Linked DNA regions of Mus musculus: region 1 is linked to region 2. A link is a contact called in public promoter capture Hi-C data. All regions are on one chromosome and are shown on one strand. Each heading gives the region's core, a stretch centred on a gene start, on an enhancer-like site or on the middle of the called end of the contact. The rest is flanking DNA. Distances are from core to core; before and after follow the strand shown.

What was found. Promoter capture Hi-C pulls out the DNA fragments that hold promoters and counts their contacts.
Region 1: a promoter capture Hi-C map of liver shows a contact between it and region 2, with 5 times the contacts expected there. The contact joins the promoter of Sqor here to the promoter of 1700054M17Rik in region 2. A contact is called at or near these places in 2 of 39 promoter capture datasets (both in liver).

What each region holds. Positions count from the first base shown.
Region 1 is chr2:122,763,394-122,769,723 of GRCm38.p6, forward strand. It overlaps Sqor (sulfide quinone oxidoreductase), which reads left to right and starts at 1,966. Exons shown (of 10, transcript NM_001162503.1): 1 at 1,966-2,046.
Region 2 is chr2:118,302,075-118,309,472 of GRCm38.p6, forward strand. 1700054M17Rik (RIKEN cDNA 1700054M17 gene) reads left to right here and starts at 2,840. Exons shown (of 3, transcript NR_045919.1): 1 at 2,840-2,861; 2 at 3,803-3,885; 3 at 5,753-6,092. All of the region lies in intron 1 of Gpr176 (G protein-coupled receptor 176), which reads right to left.

The DNA of each region.
Region 1 (6,330 bases), core at 716-3,215, 4.5 Mb after region 2:
TGTTTAATGGGCTCCAAGCAGGTGCATTTAAAGCAGCATGCCTGGAGAATCCCTCTGCCTTGCCCTTACTCCAGTGTCTTTGCTTTCTCCTTTTCCTTTCCACGCTCTATTGCTGCTCATTCCTGCTAGTGCCCTTCCTAGTATGGGTCTGCATGGCTTCCTGGGGGTCGCCAGTCTATATTTCCTTATGCCCGGATCTTCTTGGATAGGTATTTGTTCCTCACCATCATGCCCCCTCCCCCACTACACATCATGCCCCCTTCCCCCACCATGCTCCCCCCCAAGCTTTCTTGCCATCCTTTAATATTTCTCTTAGTTTCCCATCTCCCTGTCTGCACACTCACTACTCTGGAAACCTCATATGGATGGGAATCAAGTGTAGGTCCAGACAGTAGCAGCCACAGGGCTCACTTGACATTCAGCGGACAAGATGGAGAATAACCATCTGAGGAAAGAATGACTGGGCTGGCGAGATGGGTCAGCAGGTAAAGATGCCTGCCTGGTTCTAAGCCCGATGGTCTGGGATCCATCTGTTGGAGGACAGAATTGACTTTGGGAAGTTGACCTCTAACTTCCACCTGTGCCTCATGACACACATGTACACGTGCACACATGCACACTAAATAAGTAAATAAAATATTATAGAAAGAAAAAGGGGAATGCCAATGGAGTAACTTCTCAGTCTTAATGTCTGATGGGCAAGACACTGATGGAAAGAAGGGACTTCAGTGGGGTAATAGAACGATACATAGATGCCCCAGCGTGTGGGAACTATTCAGGACACGGCTTCCAACTCGATTCTCCAGCCATAGACCTCCAAACACCCTGCAAACAGACTGCCCTTGATTCATTCACAGGAACCAGGACTTCTTAATGAGGATGGAGAGGAAGGAGAGATGAAGAATAGTACGAATTGCTTTGGAAATATGTGTGTAGAGTTTTGCTTTTGTCAAAACTTTGGGCTACAATTGTTGGCACTTAGAGGGTGGAAATCAGGGTTATGTTCAGTACTATACAACAATTAACTGTCCTGAGGCCTGAACATTTTTTTCTGGTGCCCCGCCCCTTGCCTCAACTCTCAAGTATGTGAAACATTTTATTGATAAAATAAATTCAGTTTTAGTTTAGAGTATGGCAGACATTAAGGATTATTTTTACATAGTCTTAATACGCTGTTTCCAGCAATAGCTTTATCAGTAAATACAGATCACATTTGGTTTTGTTTCCAAGTTCTTTACCAGACTTACCTGTTGCTGCACAAAGTCACGGAAAATTACTAGGGAGGCAGTGTTGCAGGTGCAGGTGCCAGCAAGTGCCACCAGGCTTACCATCAAACCCGTAGTCCCTGTTTGCGACCAAGCAATTTTTCTATAGATCCTTCAGAGTGAAGACAGTTTGAAAGAAGTGACTCAAAAACTATTAAAATGCATATAATCAAACAAGTGCGAAAGAAACTTAGTTATGCTTAAAAAAAAAGTTGGTGGCATTTGCGTGTTCTTTGAGGTTTTTTTTTTTTTTTTTTTTTTTTAAGTTGAGGCCTTAGCAACTTTTAGGAACTGTATTTGTTTTAACACATGAAGCCGCGGTCTCTGGCTTGTGCCTTCAAACAGTCAGTCCTTAGAAGGGGCAGAACAGTGACTTGTCAGGCACCAAAAGAACAACTCCTAGGAGCCAGCAGGTTCCAGGGGAAGGTGCCGCGCGGTTCTGAGTAGAGGTGGCCTTGTCTGCACCCCAGGCGTAAGAAAAGCGTCTAGGCTGCGTGGGGACAGTCGCAGGACATGGGGAGCAAGGATCACCCATACCACCCATGCCTCCGGTGTCCGTGCCTGCTCCAAGGTGCGCATTCCCCTCCGGGTTTGTTGTTGGGTAGCGCCCTGGCGGCCTTTCCTCCTCCGGAGGTTGGGGGTGTGGGGGTGGTGGCTGTCCCCGCCCCTGGCCTTTGCCTCCCCGCCCCGGCGGCCAGGCGGGGCTATGCGAGGCCAGCGCTCCAGCGCCACAGTAGTTTCTGCTGCGCCAGCGCTGGGGCCCACGGTGTCGCTCAGCCCGGTAAGACGCACCCCACGACGCTGTTACCCTCCTATAGCCGCTCGCTGTCGCCCACCTCGGTTCTGTCTCCGCGCTCCCGGCCGCCCTTCTTCTTTTCCAACCCCTGACAGACTCCCCTTTGGTCTGGGACTCGGTGGACTTCAATGCTTTCTCCTTAGTGGCCCAGCCTCAGCGATGCAGAGAGGATGGCCCTGGCACCCTCTCCACCCACACAGCTTGGACGTGTGGTCTCGGTGCGTGGGAATTTCAGAAACGTTAGTTCCACTTGTTGTCTGTCACTCAGCACCTTGCCCTGCCTGCCGGGTGGGTTGAGACTGGCATTGATCTGGGGAGGTACCCAGGGCGCTGGGGGTGGGAGGTGGTCAGCGGAGAAGCACAGGCCAGGCTGATTGGCAATTAGTACAAGGGAGAAAAGGCTCTTTGGTGAAACTTTTCACCTTACTTTTACTTACTTCTCCGAGAGCCACCCCAGCTTCTAGGGCTCACAGACTGAAGCTGAGTCAGAGAGTTTGCACAGGCTGTAAACCTCTCCTCTGTAAACACAGCTTTCTGATCCTTTTTTTTTTTTTTTAAAACCTGCAGCTACCTCTGACAGTTCTGAGTTTGGGGGAAAACTAAGGACTCTTTCTTAGAAGATTTCCCTTTTTGCTTTAAACTTTATTATTTTATTTCATGTGTATAGTTAGTTCGTTTGCATGTATGCCTAATGCCCTGGAACTGGGGTTATAAGCTTTCATCTGGGTGCTGGGAACTGAACTCAATTCCTCTGGAAGTAAGCCCTCCGTAAGAGCTCTTAACCACTGAGCCATCTATCTCTCAAGAGACTTTTAAAAACATAAAATTTAAGGCAGGCTATGATGAAAGAAAACAGCCACTAAAGTATTTAAAAGAATGCCATATAAATTTAAAAAGCAAATAACTATTATAATTTTGAATAGCTCAGAATATAGAATTCAAGATATAGGCACTACCTGTAAACACATTTCTAAAACATCATAAATACTGCTAATATTGCTGTGGCCAGCTGCCTACACAGTCCTTGAAGAGAATGTTAAATTTCAAGTAGACATCAGTGGAAGGTGAAGATTTTTTTTTTCTTTCATTCAGATGAATGGACCTCAATTTAGATAGATACCCTGTTAGCAGAAAGGGTGTTGATTACTTGTTAGGCAACTTAGCTTCTTGGGTTTAACACTTTCTTGAACTACCACTATGTCCTCTATCCCCAGCTTCTTTGGGCATCTGCTTTTCCTAAGGAAGAGAATGAGAAAAGCCCGGCACTCCTCCCCCAAGCCTAATGCCTTCTCACAGGTGAAAAGCATCCCTACTGAACTTGATGCAGAGGGATGCGGTAGGTAAAACGCCCCCCCCCCCCAACCTTGTCTGATACTGGCCTTTACATCCCTAAATCTGGTACATAAAAGGTCTGCTGGATGACATGGAGGTGGTTGCTTGTGAAGGCATCTAGGAGACAGCTGGAAGCTTGGGAAATGGCTGTTTAAAACTAATTGCTTCTTTTGAATCCATCAGAGCAAATCCATAAATCCAACTTGGGGATGTGAATACTGGGGAGGGCCCTTGGGTCTGTTGTGGGTCTGGTGCCTCGCCATAGAAGACAAACTGTCTTGATAGGAAAGTAGGATTCCAGAGGTTTCTTTTGCCCATGCGTAGGCTTGTTAATAAGATGTGTTGTAATGTAGGAAATGTCTTGTAAAGAATGGAGACAGAACCCATGAGGAAGCATTCCTAGATGCACATCTCCCTCCCTCTCTCTCTCTTTTTCTCTCCCCCTCTCTCTCTCCTTCTCTTTCTCTTTCTCCCTCCCCTCCCTGCATCCCTCACTGTCACAAATACTTTGACTCTAGAGAATTGGTAAATAGGAGAACAGTGGGTAATTTACTAAAAGCTGCCCAGACTAGGGCTAAAGCCAACTAAGCCTCCGTTATAGACAGTGAGAGCTTCCATGGAAGTGTTGGTCTTGTAACTGGTCTGTTCTTCTGTGCATATTCATGACAGTTGAGCTGGATGAAGCCAGATCATTCTTCCCCTGTCTAAGTTTGGACGATGACCATGAGATTTTCCAACTCCTCAGATTTAAGCTGATTCTAAATCAGAGCGAGAGAAAGGCTGTTACATTCAAGAGAACTAACACGCCCACCCCTTACATTCAAATCAAACTTCTACCTTCAAAGAGACCTACCCATGGTCCTATAGTGAAGTCCTTTCTTGCTTATGAGAGGGGGCCAGCAATTCCCTCTTCAGTGATTGCCATGAGAAAGTACATACAGTACACATTGCAATAACTCCCACAGATGATCTCCATGCCCCCACACCATGCTTTTCTGATACTTTGGAGGATGCACTTAAGCATAGATGCTTTCCAGGGAATTAGTGCATAATGGTACAAGACATGGGATAACTGGTTTTTATTCTGATTATGTCACAGGTCTAAGCATTTTATCTGGCTGTTCTCTGCTACAGAAATTCCAAGGAGTCAGTAGACAAATATCCCTATTGGCTGTCTGTTTGAACACCCACCTCTCCTCCCTTTCCAATGAGAAGTGAATGCAGTTTTAGGAAGTAAGAAATCTTTAATCTATCTAGTGGAGTCCTTTTTCCTGGTGTGAAGAAAGCATGGCATATAATGGTTAAAGATGAGCCCAATTTGGTACTACCTGTCACGAAGACCTGGGTGTCCTGGGTGTCCTTCAGACAAAGCTTCGTTGCAAAAGGGTAGCTGTGCTATTAGGTCTGGCATAGGAAAGATGTGAGCTGTTATGGAACCTGACATACCTGCTACCTATGTGTATTTCCTTGTATCCAAACCATCAAAGAACTGAACTCAGCGTCTAGATTCAAACGACATATATGTAATCTGTAATCAAAGAGTCTCTTGTCATTGAGACCTTGTGGGCTGGATTCCAGGTTATGGCAAGCCAAAGTAAGTGACCAGTTTGTTTATAGTGACACTCCGCCCCTCATAACTTTCCTGCACATACCTTTGAAACCCAGTGTACTTTGGTCTGATGAGTAATTTTATCCTGATAATTTTAATGATTCAGGAAGCCAGGTGTGGTGGCCTGAATACCTATAATCCCAACATTTGGGAGATGGAAGTGGAAGGATTTGGAGTTCAGTGTTATCTTTACTTACGTATCATGTTAGAGACTTTCCTGGCCATCCGTCCATTCATCCATCCATCCATCCATCCATCCATCCATCCATCCATCCATCCATCCATCCATCTGCCACACCACCTCCAGTAGGATCTGTGTGACAAGTTCCACAGGCTGAGGTGATTGACCTCAAAAGGGGGAGGCCTACTGGAACCGGTTGTGGAACTCTTCCCCTGAGAAAAAATATTGAGCCGTAGATCTCATGGCAATCTATCTGTTTTGTTTTCTCTTATTCCTTTTCTTACTTACATGTTCCTGGTAGCCTAGGCCCTAGAGATGGGGCCACTAACATGACCTCATCCCCAGGGAAATCAGTGCTTTACTTTTAAAATCATTTACAAAACTTATGATAGATAAAAATGTTCCCAACAATAAAATTTCATATGGCTACACGTGTGTCATTGGAGGTGGATTTTGGTATATGGTAAAGAAAGCCTTAATTAGGAAGAATCAAAATAGTTTAAATTCACATACTGAAGATTTATTAAAAAAATCAGGCATTATATGTTAAATAATAATTGACCATGGGGCTGAAGAGTTAGTTCAGCGGTTAAGAGCACTGACTGTTAAAGATTTATTAACCTACTCCTGGAAATATGCCACTAGTCTTGGACAACAGCCCCCAATGAATACATCCTTTTAAAATTGCTATATTTTGATGATTTATAATGATGTTAGCTGTTCTGTTTGTGATTCACCGAATATATAGTTTCAGAGTTGTAATGCTTGGATGATTTTTGTGCTTTACTGTGCCAAATGATTTTTGTTGGTATTTGTGATTGTTTCACTGGATATAGTTTCTAAGAGATGTAATGTTTGTTTTTTAATGTACGAAATCCCCTGCTTGAGAGCTGCAAAATACACTCAGATTCAAACTGCCTCTGTGTTTGTTTCTGTTTGTTACTGCCGAATCCTTACCCACCTAGCTTCGAGGACCCTCATTCCAGGGACCCCCATACCTGACAGGGGTGGTCTATGGCATCTATCCATCCATCCAAAGAAACAAATGCAAGATTCACAAAATCTGGGCCTAAGCTGACCCTTGCTGTGTGACCCAGTTACTTCACTGGAGACCTCCATTTCCAGGGGGTTTGTAGCTGGGCCAACA
Region 2 (7,398 bases), core at 1,590-4,089:
CTGTGACAGTGAGAGCCTGTGACAGTGAGAGCCTGTGACAGAGAGAGCTGTGACAGTGAGAGCCTGTGACAGTGAGAGCCTGTGACAGTGAGAGCCTGTGACAGTGAAGCCTGTGACAGTGAGAGCCTGTGACAGTGAGAGCCTGTGACACTGAAGCCTGTGACAGTGAAGCCTGAAACAGTGAGAGCCTGTGACAGTGAGAGCCTGTGACAGTGTGAGCCTGTGACAGTGTGAGCCTGTGACAGTGTGAGCCTGAAACAGTGAGAGCCTGTGACAGTGAGAGCCTGTGACAGTGAGAGCCTGTGACAGTGAAGCCTGTGACAGTGAGAGCTGTGACAGTGAGAGCCTGTGACAGTGTGAGCCTGTGACAGTGTGAGCCTGTGACAGTGTGAGCCTGTGACAGTGAGAGCCTGTGACAGTGAAGCCTGTGACAGTGAGAGCTGTGACAGTGAGAACCTGTGACAGTGAGAGCCTGTGACAGTGAGAGCCTGTGACAGTGAGAGATGTGACAGTGAGAGCCTGTGACAGTGAGAGCCTGTGACAGTGAGAGCTGTGACAGTGAGAGCTGTGACAGTGAGAGCCTGTGACAGTGAGAGCCTGTGACAGTGAGAGCCTGTGACAGTGTGAGCCTGTGACAGTGAGAGCCTGTGACAGTGAGAGCCTGTGACAGTGAGAGCCTGTGACAGTGAGAGCTGTGACAGTGAAGCCTGTGACAGTGAGAGCCTGTGACAGTGAGAGCCTGTGACAGTGAGAGCTGTGACAGTGAGAGCCTGTGACAGTGAGAGCCTGTGACAGTGAGAGCTGTGACAGTGAGAGCCTGTGACAGTGAGAGCTGTGACAGTGAGAGCTGTGACAGTGAGAGCCTGTGACAGTGAGAGCTGTGACAGTGAGAGCTGTGACAGTGAGAGCTGTGACAGTGAGAGCTGTGACAGTGAGAGCCTGTGACAGTGAGAGCTGTGACAGTGAGAGCAGTGACAGTGAGAGCCTGTGACAGTGAGAGCTGTGACAGTGAGAGCCTGTGACAGTGAGAGCTGTGACAGTGAGAGCCTGTGACAGTGAAGCCTGTGACAGTGAGAGCCTGTGACAGTGAGAGCTGTGACAGTGAGAGCTGTGACAGGGAAGCCTGTGACAGTGAAGCCTGTGACAGTGAGAGCCTGTGACACTGAAGCCTGTGACAGCAAAGCCTGTTAAAGGGATGTCTGTGACAGTGAGAGCCATGACAGTGAAGCCTGTGAGTTGACAGTGAGGTCCTTGAAGTGGGAGTAAGGTCCATGAGGTGACTTGTGCCTCTGTGGTCTGAGTAATTATGAAGTCACCATGAGGACTGAGGTGGCATTGAGGACCTGCAGTGGAACAGAGAGGAGCTTTAGATTGGCAGAGAGGCCTATATGACAGCTGAGTCTCTGTAGTGACAAGGAAGTGCTGAGAAGTGGCAATGAGGATGTGTGGTCTAAGTGAGTGTCAGTGAGGTGTCAAAGTGTGGGGATGGCAGTTAGGCCTGAGAGGGAACAGTGAGGCGTGAGGCACAGTGATGCCTCTGGGGTAGCAGTGATGCCTATGAGGTGTCTGTGAGGTGGGAGGAAGGGCTTGTGCGATGGAAGGTTAGTGCCGTGAGGTGATAATGAGATCGTAAAATGGCACTGTGGCCTGTGAGGTAACAGTTAGGGCCTATGAAGTGGCAGTGATGCCTCTGGGGCAACAGTGACTGCCTATAAGGACTGAGGAGGCCTGTGACACAACAGGAAGGCACTGTATGGTACCAGTGAGGACTGTCAGATCATAGTGAGGGCTTGTGGGATGGTGGCCATGTCCTGTGTGGTGGCAGGAGGACTCTGTGAAATGCAAATATTACCTTGTTGGGTTACACGGAGTTCTGGGAGGTGACATGGTCTTTAATGTAGCCACAAGGGCTATGAGGTGACATTGAGTGTCTGTGGCATGACAGTGAGGGACTCTAGGGGAGCAATGAGGTTCTATGAGGTGGCAGTCAGGTCTTGTGGCAGTGAGAACCTCTGAGGTACAGTGAGGTCCTGTGATGTGGAAGTGAGGCTGGTGCTTTGACAATGAGAGACTGCTAGGTGGCTATGAGGCCTGGGAGATGGCAGGTAGGGACTGCGGTGACAGCGAGGCCTATGAGGTAGCACTGAGGGCCTGTGAGATGGCAATGAAGCCAGTGAAATGACAGTGAGGGCCTGTGTGGTGACAGCGAGGCCTGTAAGTTGACAGTGAGGGCCTGTATGAGGTGACAGTGAGGCCCATGAGGTGATAGCAAGGCCTATGAGATGACAGTAAGGTCTGTGAGATGACAGCAAGGCCTGTGAGTAGTAGTGAGGCCTATGAGGTGACAGTGAGGCCCATGAGTGGACAGCAAGGCTATGAGGTGGCAGTAAGGCCTGTAAGGTGACAGTGAGTCCTGCGAGGTGGCAATGAGGCCTGTGAGGTGACAGTGAGATCTATGAGGTGGCAGTGAGGTCTGTGAGGTAACAGTAAGGTCTGTGAGGTGACAGTAAGGCCTATGAGGTGACAGTAAGGCCTATGAGGTGGCAGTAAGGCCTGTGAGGTGACAACAAGACCTGTGAGGTGGCAGTGAGACCTGCGAGGTGACAACAAGACCTATGAGGTGGCAGTGAGGCCTGTGAGGTGACAACAAGACCTATGAGGTGGCAGTGAGGCCTGTGAGGTGACAGTAAGACCTGTGAGGTGGCACTGAGAGTCTGTGAGGAGGCAGCGAGGCCTATGTGGTGACAGCGAGGCCTGTGAGGTGACAGTGAGGCCTGTGAGGTAACAGTGAGGCCTGTGATGTGACAGTGAGGCCTGTGAGGTGGCAGTAAGGCCTGAGAGGTGGCAGTGAAGGACTAGTGGTAACAACACCTACCTTTTCCTATGTGCTGACCCTAACCAGATTATAGGACTCTGCTCATGACTAGCTATAAACTCTACCAGTAATACTTGCACCCAGCGGACCCTTTCTGGGTTTCCTACTCCTACTTTGCAGTTTCTTTTGCTGGATTCTCTTCCCATCAAGGCCATCCTGGCCCTTCTAGTCCCACCCACTAGACCATTTCCAGTGAAACTGGAATGACGCCTGTGCTTACTGCCCACCTTGAGGCTCTCATCCGTGCCTCAGGCCCACATACTCACATGCAAACCTGTGGTAGTGAATAAGGATGGCCCCTGGTAGGCTCATACACTTGAATGCTTAGTCACCAGCAGTGGCACTATTTGAAAAGGATTAGGAACTGTGGCCTTATCAGAGGAGGTGTGTCACTGAGGGTGGGCTTTGAGGTTTCAAAAGCCCCCACCCCTCCCAGGTTCAATGTCACTTGGACTGCCTACAGACCAGGATGTAGCTCTCTGCTACTTCTCCAGCTCCATGTGTTCTTCCATGCCCCCACCCCCATGGTGACATGAATAAAGCCTCAGAAACTGTAAGCCAGCCCCTAGTTAAGTGCTTTCTTTCATAGAGTTGCCTTGGTCACGGTGCAACAGAACAGTGGCTAAGACAAAACCTTTATCTGTGTGCCTACACATTCACTTTGCACCCTCATAAGCATCATAAGCAACTCACGATGCCCACACAAAACCTAAATCTTCCCACGCCTCTTCCTCTTCTTCTGGTATTATCCATCTCAGGATATAGCATCCTCGGGTACCGCAGGTTACATGTCTGGAAAGCATCCTATGGTCTTGATGCAAATCCAGCTTTCACAACAAAGGGAATAAGAGAGTTCCTGAACCAAATATGAGCGACTGTGACTTGGGAACACAGACTCAAGCTGCTCTGAAAAACATGTCATTACAGATGCCTTAAAGCCTTGAAGGCCACCGAGGATGGACCTCTCCCTGGTGGAGTCTTCCTGTGTGGAGACAGGATCCATTCCAAAGGTAAGAACATTACATATGATTGTCTCCACCCTCCCTTAAGAGTTCATCCAGTTGGGCCTGTTAACCAAGGCTGATCCCCGGCAGCCAAGCTTAGCTAGGAGGAGTAGGTATCCCCTTAATGGGATGAGACACGGCACGTTCCCTTCATGAAACCCTCAGTGCAGTCGTCCTGGAGCTGCAGCCACTCAGCTCTCAGCTCTCCTCAGCTTTCCCTTTTTCTTCTTTTCTCTCTCTCTTTCTCGGATATTGGCCAAAGTCTAAACATGTTGTCTCTGGAACTTTGGGTGTCTCATCTTTTCTCTGAAGTTACCTGCCCTTTGCCATGTACTTGTTTGCTGACCTTCATGGCTAAACATCCTGCCCTAACTCAAAAGGCTGTCTCCCCAGCACCTCCTACTCCCCACCCCGACCTCTGCCCCCATGCCCCACCTCACCCCTCACCCTCCACATCCCTCCTCTGGGCAGCTGTTCAGATCCACAGCTTGCCTGCCCTGTTGTTTTCTCTCAAATAAAACTGTCCTCCAGTTTCATTTTGAAAATTCTTTTATTAAGAAGAGAGAAGAGCTCAGAAAAAAAGAACCCCAATTTCTCAGTAAAATGTGGTGCCCGATGTGGTGTTCTTCAAAGCTCCTGGTGACAGTGTTCCCTGGAGAACAAGTTCCATGGGCTCTCATTAGTCACAGAATGAAAGGAAAGTCATAAATCAATGTGCTTAGCAAACATGCTGGCAGTGACCACACGACAGAGCAGGAACAGGCTGGCAGTGACCACACAGCAGAGCAGGAAACTCTGCTGGGAGGTTTCAGGCGCTATCTGATGCCATGCTTAACTTCTGGATTTGTAAGGGGCTCTGCTATGAATACCTTTCAAAGGCTTTACCCAATGGCCAAAAAGATGTTAGGTTAAACACAGGGATGGGCAATGAATAGCCCAAGATAATCTCTCTCTGGATCTGCAACATTCTAACTCTCTACAATCATGTAGTTCTTACCAGTCTTTGAGCCTTGTAGAATCTCCAACACAGATTGGGGGGGGGTGTTTTGTTTTGTTTTGTTTTGTTTAATTCCCTGGCAATTTCAGTGTATGCTCAGCATCTTACCCTCAGCACACATGCAGCCAGGTATTTGAATCTGCCACCTCCAACAAGATGCACTTGTAAGACATCTGCTCCTCCCCAGCCTGCCAAGGTGCTCCATCCCGCACCCCTCCCCCACTCTCCACCTCACTCTCTACTTACACCAGTTTAAAATTAGTTAGGAACTTCACTACTTGGAACTTCCATCCTTTCCTGTCCATTGGTGTGGCCCAGGAGTCTATGTGCTCCACCCAGGAAACCCCCCAAGAACGACAGAAGCTGCACCCCACCTGCCCCAGTTCACTATAACTAACAAAAATCCTACAGCTTTGAATGTGAATTGGGGCCCTACCTAGGGGTGTGACAGGCTCTATGGGGTCTTTGATGAGTCTTAAAAACTTGAAACTCTCCCCTCTATTTCTTTGTTCTCCACTTCTTTGCTCTCTCACTGTGACCATAATTTTAGTTTCTGGACTGTTTGTAACTGACCTATGCTCAAACGATTCAGAAAGCAGCATCAGGTTTTCCAGGTGGAGTCACAACAGGATGCCATGGCTGCTCAAATGCTAGAAAAATCCTCAGAAATGGAGGGCGCCGGGGTCTGTTCACCTTGTGTTAGCAGTGGGCAAGAGACAGGTCAAGGTGCAGCTGCTGGATGCTGGGAGCTCTCTAATATACACGCCATCCAAGCTCCTCCCACACAAGCCTCTCTCTAATGTAGCATGCTGCGCAGTTCCTCTCCACACATGCTTCTCCCTAATATGACGTAATGTTAGCTCCTCCTCCCTGCAGAGAGCTACCACCACATGCTCTACTCGATCTACGGAGCACAGCAAGGTCCTGGACCCACAAGGTGGCTTCTGCAGAGAGCTGGGTAAATCAGATGCCCCAAATCTATCTTTCTGACGATTTTAAATGAGTACAGCACACACCAGTCATTAGGACTAAAATTCATCACGCTCACTGAAGCTGCTGCGTCCGTTCCCACCTGGAGAAGCAGAAGTCAGTGGAGGCTTGGCAGGAAAGCAGTGCCAATGTTCACCAACAAGATCGAAAGAGAACCTAATGCTGACTGCTAAGGAAATGGGAAAATGCAAACCGAACCAAAAATAATAAAAACTGGAATTAAAATTGACAACATCTAGTACTATAAGGATCCATGATTCTCTGAAGAATGTTACCTTGGACTCAAACAGTATGTAAAAGCAGAGTATTTTATTCTGCAGAATCTCCCATTACCAAGATAGAGAGCCAAGTGAGCTCACAGGCTCAATTTAAAGCACATTGGGGTTCCAGGATAGATGAGCTTTATCTGGCTCTAGCTCTAGGCATTCTGGAACCATTACCCAGGTGTGGAGGCTAGAGCCTGGAGTTTTCTATTAGTAATTGACTTGCCTGGGCTTGTTTGAACTTGCCCAATTCTTAGGCCTAGTCTCCTAAATTGCCAATTTGAGGTCTGACATGGAGTCAGCCTGGCCTTATTAGTACTAAAGCATACAGAGATAGAAGCATCCTTATAGGTTTTGGGTTTACAAGTAAATTATTATAGACATTAGGAAAGAAACCTGGCAGTACCTATGAGATGTGCATGTGAGTGCTTGTGAGTGTGTGTGTGTGTGTGTGTGTGTGTGTGTGTGTGTGTGTGTGTGTTAGTGAGATGAGAGTGCTTACATGTGGGTGGGTACACGTGTGTGGGCACAGGTGTACTTGCACAGGTGTGCCCATGCATATGGAGACCTGAAGTTGACAGTGGTGTCTCTCTTGACCTCTCTTTTCCATGTATTATTGAGCCAGGGTCTCTTAAAGAACCCAGAGCTCATCCATTCCAGCTGGTCTAACCAGCCAGCTGGGGAGCCCCTGCCTTGGCTTCCTGAGGTGTTGAATTAAAAAGCAGGCCAACCACGCCTGCCCTGCGTTTGCATGGGTCATGGGTACTAAGGATTCTCACTGTGTCACCATGCTGTGCAGTAAGCACTTTATCAAATAAGCCATCTCCTCAGCCCTAGACAGTCTTAGTTTTGATGGAGTGTCCTATAAATAAAGAAAATCAATGCATTCGGCTGCATGCTCAAATATAATAAAGCTAAACGGTAAACAGTGGCATGTCCCCATGAGAACAGAAACAGTCATGAGGAAAACTACACACCAGGCTCTCAACTCTGATCATCCCAAACCAAGTGCAACTAGAAATGGCATAGTAAAGGGGTGGGGTCATTTATTCTTCTACTAAATATGAGATGGAAAATATGTTTGTACAGAGAGAGAGAGAGAGAGAGAGAGAGAGAGAGAGAGAGAGAGATTTCTTCTTCCAACCAGTCAAATATGATGCTGAAAATGTCACTTTAGGAATTAATGTTTTCTTTCTTTCTGAGTCTGGATCTTGTAATGCGGTTCACGCTGGCCTTGAACTCACTATTGAGAGAGCAGGTTATCCTCAA